Linked DNA regions of Sus scrofa: region 2 is linked to region 1. The links are chromatin contacts, called in public Hi-C maps. All regions are on one chromosome and are shown on one strand. Each heading gives the region's core, a stretch centred on a gene start, on an enhancer-like site or on the middle of the called end of the contact. The rest is flanking DNA. Distances are from core to core; before and after follow the strand shown.

The links. Hi-C and Micro-C count contacts between places; a contact is called where the count stands out from the background.
Region 2: a Hi-C map of liver shows a contact between it and region 1, with 7 times the contacts expected there. The contact joins the promoter of MTMR2 here to the promoter of CEP57 in region 1. A contact is called at or near these places in 2 of 47 Hi-C or Micro-C datasets (heart right ventricle and liver) and 1 of 2 datasets of contacts at active chromatin or transcription factors (alveolar macrophages).

Annotation. Positions count from the first base shown.
Region 1 is chr9:27,810,602-27,814,223 of Sscrofa11.1, reverse strand. CEP57 (centrosomal protein of 57 kDa) reads right to left here and starts at 1,280. Exons shown (of 12, transcript XM_021062690.1): 1 at 1,037-1,280. It overlaps FAM76B (protein FAM76B), which reads left to right and starts at 806. Exons shown (of 11, transcript XR_001298742.2): 1 at 806-2,400; 2 at 3,225-3,289.
Region 2 is chr9:27,972,482-27,976,049 of Sscrofa11.1, reverse strand. MTMR2 (myotubularin-related protein 2) reads left to right here and starts at 1,602. Exons shown (of 16, transcript XM_003357252.4): 1 at 1,602-1,917.

The DNA.
Region 1 (3,622 bases), core at 31-2,530:
CTCTGCTCATTCCAAATTTTTTTCAAGGTTTCTGGAAGCACCTATTGTCTTGGCACATATTCCAAAATGCCTGTGGTGCTTTGTTCTCCTTCCTTTTCTGTTCCTGGGACAAGCATTTGCGAATCCTTCACCACCCAACTAGCTCTCTCTCTTCTCTCCCCAAGCAGTGCTCATCACCCTTGGCTCGGTTTTTCCAGCATGGTGGCACTTATGAAACAATACTGTGTATTAATCTAACTACGTGTAGATTCCTTCAGTGTTTGCTCCTTCAGAGGGATTCTGCTGTATTCATCTGTGCAATCCTAGAGCCTTTTAAAAGTACGCCAGACACTCAGCATTTGCTGCATGAAGAGATAATGGCTCTAACTTGAGCTTCTTCACATTCACATTCACTTCCCATCTATTCCCAGAGCGGCGGGTACCAGCCCAATTCAACAAAATACTAGTAACAGGCTTGTGGCTCTTGCGGAGGCCAAAACAATATTTAAGATCAGCTCCTCCGGTCGCCTCTCTAAAACGACCTTTACACAGAGGTCATCGGAATAAGGAGGCGGTGGGATGAATGCAGAAGGAAGAACAAAAGGGAGGGAGTACTGCTGGCAAAGCAATCAGCAGAAGCACTGGAGACTGGATTATTCAACAGCTGCCAATTAAGGCAACTAGAGCGCCTACCTGGTCTCGGAGCGCTTTCAAGCCTGGCCGTTACACCCACGTGACCCAGGAGCCCAGCTTTCGCAGCACGGGGTGCGTTGGGTAACCATCCCTGCGGGTCCCAGCAATGAACGGCCACCTGGGCGGTAAGCAGAAAGGGGCAGGGGGGAGAGACCCGCCGGCCGGCCGGCCGGCCGCTTTCAATGAACGGTGCAGCCCAGGCAGAAAAGCGGTGGGCGCCGAGGTAGCCCGGGGAGATGTAGGCGCCCCGCGCCGTTCCCCAGAACGGGTAAGATGCTGAGCCGACATCGCTCTGAAGGGTGAGGAAGAGCAAAGGGGCGCCAAGACCGAGACGGGACCTATTCGAACGTCCACCGCTTCTTACCGAGAATTGAGAAGCCGAAGTCTCAGAGACCGACGCTGCCGCCATCTTCGTGCCTGCCTAGCGGACCTCTGCAGTCCCGGAGCGGCCCGGGTGCGCGCGCTGTTCTTCAAGCTTCGAGAGCCGCCCGCCAGGGACGACCCTAAGCCAAACCCCTGATGGAAGGGGCTGGGGTGCTGGTGCCCGGCCCGGAAACCCCTGCCACACACCCCCACTTGGACGCCCGCGCTCTGGAGTGCACACGGAAAGGGCAACACGTCCTAACGGACGCCCTGGTCAGCCAATCAAAAAGGCGAACGTCTTCAGGTGGTAGGAGAATCCGCCCCTTCCCTCGGTGACGTCACAAGGTAGCGCGTCGCAAGGGCTGCGCGGGCGCGTAGCGCCGAGGGTTCCCAGGCCCTTCTGACGGGGTTTTGCATAGGAACGGACTTTCTCGAGGGAAATAGATGGGCGAGGGGTTGTGTTGTTTCATTGGCAACCGAATACAATGACTGAAATAAAAGCGAACGCGAAATTCAAACACTCCATGTCTTCCCTTGGATTAAAGGCCAGAGAGAGCGTGAGTTTCACTCGGGGACGCCTCTCCAGGTGAAGTACTCACCTTTCGGCCAATTAAAAATAGAATTGGGAGGGGCTTAAAAATTTGGTCCAATGGAAGTCAAGGAAAAAAAAAGAATAGGGGCAGAGAGTAAACCTTAGCAAACAACTGCCCAATTGGATTGGGAAACTCCCAACCAAACCTGGGACTGGCTGCTAGAAATAGTCGCCACCGGGACCTTTGGGCGGGGCAAGTTTAAAGTGGATTTCGCGCGCTGAAAGCGTCGCGCTATTATTGGCCAGCGACTTCCTCCCTTTGTGGGAGCTCCCAGCGTAGCGGGGGTTAGGCCTTGGGCGGAGCGGCCTGGTGACGCTGTAGCCTTCCCAGCCAATCAGGGGTGAGAAAGGGAAGCCTAGGAGGAAGCGGATCCGCTGCCGCGCTGCTAAACCGCAGCGAACTATCCTCTTCGTCTTCCTCCGCCGCTCTCGGGCCTAAGCGGGAGCGGCCGGGACGGCGTCACTGGGTGGGCTGGGGCGGAAGTGGAGGCGGAGGGAGACGGCGGCGGCCGCAGGGCCTTGGGCTCTCGCGGCGAGGGCCTGGTGGGCGCGAGGCAGGGGGAGGGGGAGGAGGAGGAGCCCGCAGCCCAAGCGGCAGTGGCGGCAGCGGTGGCTGCGGCGCCCGAGTTTCCCGTAGGGCTCCGCCTCGGAGCGGGCGGCGGTGGAGGAGGAGACTGAGGAGCAGGATGGCGGCCTCGGCCCTGTACGCCTGCACCAAGTGCACCCAGCGCTATCCCTTCGAGGAGCTCTCCCAGGGCCAGCAGCTCTGCAAGGTCCGTGGGCGCTGGGCGGCGGGCGGGCGGGGTTTCCTCGGCGGTAGCCCGAGCGATCTGGGTGCCCGTTGCATTGCAGCCCCTCTCTTTTCGCCGGCGCCTGGGATTTGGAGCCCTCGCCTCCTCACCCAGAGACCCGGTTATCCTAGAACCTGGGCATCAGCTGGGAAAGCCCCCGAGAGGACAGAATCCTACCCTCTTCCAGGAGGCCCAGAGGGTGCCGTGCGCCAGCAATGTTGAGGGGTCTTAGGGGTGGGGCTGAGTGAGGCAGCCACCTGTCTATGCCGCAGAGACCCCGGGGTGGAGATGTTTTCATCTCGGTTTTCTTCCTGGTTTGTCCTGTTCTTCCAACGGGAGGCAGGGGACGGTGTTTGCACTTTCTTGCTAGGAACCTGAAGCCGCAAAGCTGATGGCATCCTTCTTCCCTGTCCAGGAAAGCGAAGCGTCTGGCTTGGGAACAGAATGCTCTAAGATTTGGAGCTCCTCCCATCCCATTAAAGCCGGGATGCTGTCTGTGAGCAACGGTGCACAATAATAAGTAGTTTCACATTTAACCAATCCTTGGGATCGGCTTTGACAGCTTTCTTAATTTATCTGTAGCGCGTACCCCTCACATCTAATAAAGACAAAGACATCTATGCCTTCCCTAAGGAATTATGCTGTAATTGACCACTTATTTGGTAAATCACTTAATTGTCTACGTTGGGGGACAGATTGTATTGATGTTTTAGGCATTTGACTAGAATGGGTAAAAATTTTCCACCAGAAAAGTGAAATTTGGGACTTTTCAGATAGAGACTGACTAATATATTGTCTTATTACAGGAATGTCGGATTGCGCATCCTATTGTAAAATGTACTTACTGCAGATCAGAATTTCAACAAGAGAGGTTTGTATACTGAACAGTTTTTGATTGTTAAAGACAAAATATTGTCTCTGAGGAGTATGTGGGGGTTGCAGTCCCATATTTTATTAAATTTTTTTAATAAAATGGTTTAGTTTCTTGAATTTTAAATCGTGAACCTTTTAGACATTGTAGGAGAATATTGACAAAAAATTAACAGGCATTTTTACACCTAGACTTTATACAATAGGAAATAAAAAATAAATTATTGCATGGAAAATATACAGCCTTGCTAATGAAAAATGCAAATATAAACAGTTGCTATTAAGCTGTTAAAAAAAAAAAAAAAGCAGAACATTAGTGCTGACATGGACCTGA
Region 2 (3,568 bases), core at 353-2,852, 160 kb before region 1:
AACGGATCCATTTACCGAACCTACTGTGCAACCAACTCTGTGTAGAGGAAAAAAAAAAAAAACATTATATGGGTATTTTAATTCCTATTTTAGAAATGAGAAAACTAAGTCTTGGAGAAGCAATGAAATCAAAATCATAGAGCAGGTATGTGAAAGAATCAGGATTCCATTTCAGATTTGTCTGGTTTCGAAGTCTTTACACTTAACATTATTGTTCTTTATTAATCATCAAATAAACACATACACAAACTATTATACTATCAGGCAGATGGTTTCAAGCGCTCTGTGAAGGCAATGCTGCTAGAAATTAACTGAGTAGTAGAAAGAATATGGGTCTACTATTTAAGGATTTAAGTCCTTACCAAATTTAGCTTGGAAAAATCTATGTCAAGGTATAATGTGACAGTGAGCCAGCATTTTGGAGGGTAAGTAGGGGTGGAGAAGCAATAAGCAGATTCTTTTATGACTCATTGTAGATGTTTATGCTTGTTAAGAATTCTCAAACACCTCTTCTCTTTGCCTATCAGTTAAGGTTAAGAAATACAATTAAGATCTCTTTACAAATGAGATCTCTTTACAAATGCCATCCTGTCCCTGCCAAGCTGGAAGAGAAAGGCCAAGTCTTTTTGCTTAAATGTATGTTCATTCATATTAATAAACACCCTAGTTTATGTGGAACACAACCAGGCTGGTGGTTTTTCAGGGGAATGTACTCGCAAATTCGTATTTCACTGGCCCTACACTTCAAGATTTTCTTAAAAACATTAGTTGTCAGTATACATTAAATCTAGTTTAAATCAACATAATGCCATTTATCTTAGCAGGGAACTGTTTTGTTTATAAAATGACTGGCTAAATTTTTACAAAAATAATCTTCGCATATTTTTATACCATATACGTCAGGTGATGGAGACTCAGTCTCAATCAACAAAATTCTTTTTGGTATCCTTTCTATGTCCTTCCTTTATCCTCTGTAACAGAAAATTACCAGCAGAAGCATTTCCCCTTCACCCAGTTCCTGTTCTCTTATCACAGTTCTATTACTCTCCCCTCCCTTCCTGCCCTGCCTGGGAATTTGAGAGGGCAGGGAAAGATCCCTACAAGTTTGCCCTCTATCCGACACCACTGCACCCAGTGGTATATGTGTCTAATTTTTTGGTACATTTAACAATTCCCTCCCCATTTCCTCTTCCCATACCTTTCTGTGTGGACAATGGATTAATTCCAAAGTGATTTTTTCCTTCAGATACTTCTAGATCACACAGACTTCAATTCAAATCACAGCAGGGCTTAAAGTTTCAGCTTCTTTTCTAGTGCCCTCTCTACAATGCTGGCTCAGGGATGCAATGGAAATAGAACGATGAGCATTAACTTTTTCCCCTACTTGTCATATATTTCACATTACCCTCTCACATCAATCACGTCTTACTTCTCTGCCCCCTGCCTATAGCTTCCCTGCCTACAGCTACCGTTTTTGAAGTGGTGCTACAAACTGTTTATACATATTAGTCCATTCCATCCAGTAACAACTCTTACGAAGTAGGTAGTGATATTAGCAGCTCATCTCCTTCACCTGCCTTTCCCCCCCGCCCCGTTACTGCGCAAGTGCGCGAGCCGCGTCAAAGCAGTCGACCGAGGGGCGCCGCGGGGTCCGCCGGCTCCCCGGCAGCCCCCGCGCGCGGTGCAGGCTGGGGGAACATGGCCGCTTCCGGTCTCCCTCCCGGGCCGGCGCGGGCCTGACCGCGGTCCTTCCCCGACGCACTCCACCCTCCGCTCCTTCTGCCCGGTAGCCGAGAAGGTCGCTGCAGCTTTTTCCTCCCGCTATCCCCGCCGAGCCATGGAGAAAAGCTCGAGCTGCGAGAGTCTTGGCTCCCAGCCGGTGGTAGCACGGCCGCCCAGCGTGGATTCCCTGTCCAGGTAACCGGGACGCCCAGGGCCCCGCCTAGCGTCCGAGGGGGATGGAGAGGGGCCGGGGATCTGCTGGATGGTACCCCAATTCTGGATTCTGGTTCAAGAAGGCTGCGCCGGAATTCCTTTCCTAGGACTGGAAACCGCTTCTTCCTCCCTCACTGGGGGTTGGAGACTGGGAAAGAGGAGATTAAAACTCATTGCTTCTTTATCAGTCCCACCCCCATATTCTCATGTCGTTTTATTCGCAGTTGCAGGAGCCATTCCTTTGCTTTCTCTGATCGCTTATTGCCTCTAAATTCATTTCTTGGAACAGCCCTTCCCCCAGCTCTCTCCCCTTTTCCCTCATTTCCTCCCTGCCTTTTTTTTTTTTTTTTTCGTCTCTTGACCACTCTTTCCAGAACCAGCCTTTAGTTTTTCTTTCATCCGTCGTTTGGTTTTTGGGTTCTTTCTCACCTTTTCCTCACTTTCCCTTCTCTTATTTTATTTTATTTTTTTTACAGTTTTCCTTACACTCCAATCTCCATCCCCCCAACTTTGTTTTAAATGTAAGTAAAAATGCCCCACCGCTGTGCGTTTCTGGTCTAAATCTTACAGCTGAAAGTCATTATTCCTGATTAACTGATGAGTGGTAGTTTTCTCCCTTCTTGGGCCATCGGTTCTCCAGGTTATTTCTCATGTACTAAATGGGATTTTTTTCCCCTGGAATTTTGAGCAGAATTTTAGTATGCAGCTTCGCAGGGAGCTGTCGTAAATGTTACATATGTATGTTTCTGATGCAGTTTTTTTCTTTGGGTTTTCAGATTGTGATTTAAAATTTTATTAGGAAATTAAAAAGATTTGTAATTGTTATATAGCCGCAATGAAATCAAATTATTTTCAAGAAATAGTTATTAGAGAGTTACTAAGCCATTGTGTGAAAACATAATTTTCTTTTTTTTCCTTGTGAGTTGAAGTTGTTGTGTCTCATAATTCATTTTGGACTCTGCTAAACCTGCGTGATACTACCACTTTTTTTTCCTGTTGCTGTTCAGGAACTCATAAGCTGGTCCCACCATTCTAAATTAGATTCTTTTCCTATACTGGTTAATAGCAACCTGCCCAGCTATCTTTCAGCGTCCTTAACAAGCAGAGTGTAATTGCTGGTTTAATTGTCTTCTCTATTAGGCTATAAACTACTGAGGATGAGGAGTATATCTTATTTATCTTCATATCACCAGCATTTAACAGAGACCCTGTCTGTCAGAGATGCTTATTAAATGCATTTTTGAATTTGTAGATTGAATACCCAGGAGAGAAAAATTTTTCTTTGTGTGATTATGTATAGTGTATACTTGTTTCAAGTATTTTTCAGGTTTATGTTTATTACTATGAAATCTAGAAAGCTGGGGATTATACTCAGCTGTCAAATCATTCAGGAAACAGGTTGGAAAATTATAATTTTATGGGAAAGTTACAAATGACAACTGTGGCTCAGGATAGAATGTAAAGACAAATGTGGCAACTAGTAATCTCATCCAAGTGAGAGGATTTGGAACCACAGGAGGCAGCATAGTCTTGTTAGAAAGTGCTAAGTCAGGCTCAGTCTCTTTTAAAGACCTGGCTTAGCCAGTGATTTGGGCTGTGTCTTAACCTTCTGATTTGCATTTTTCTCATCTTT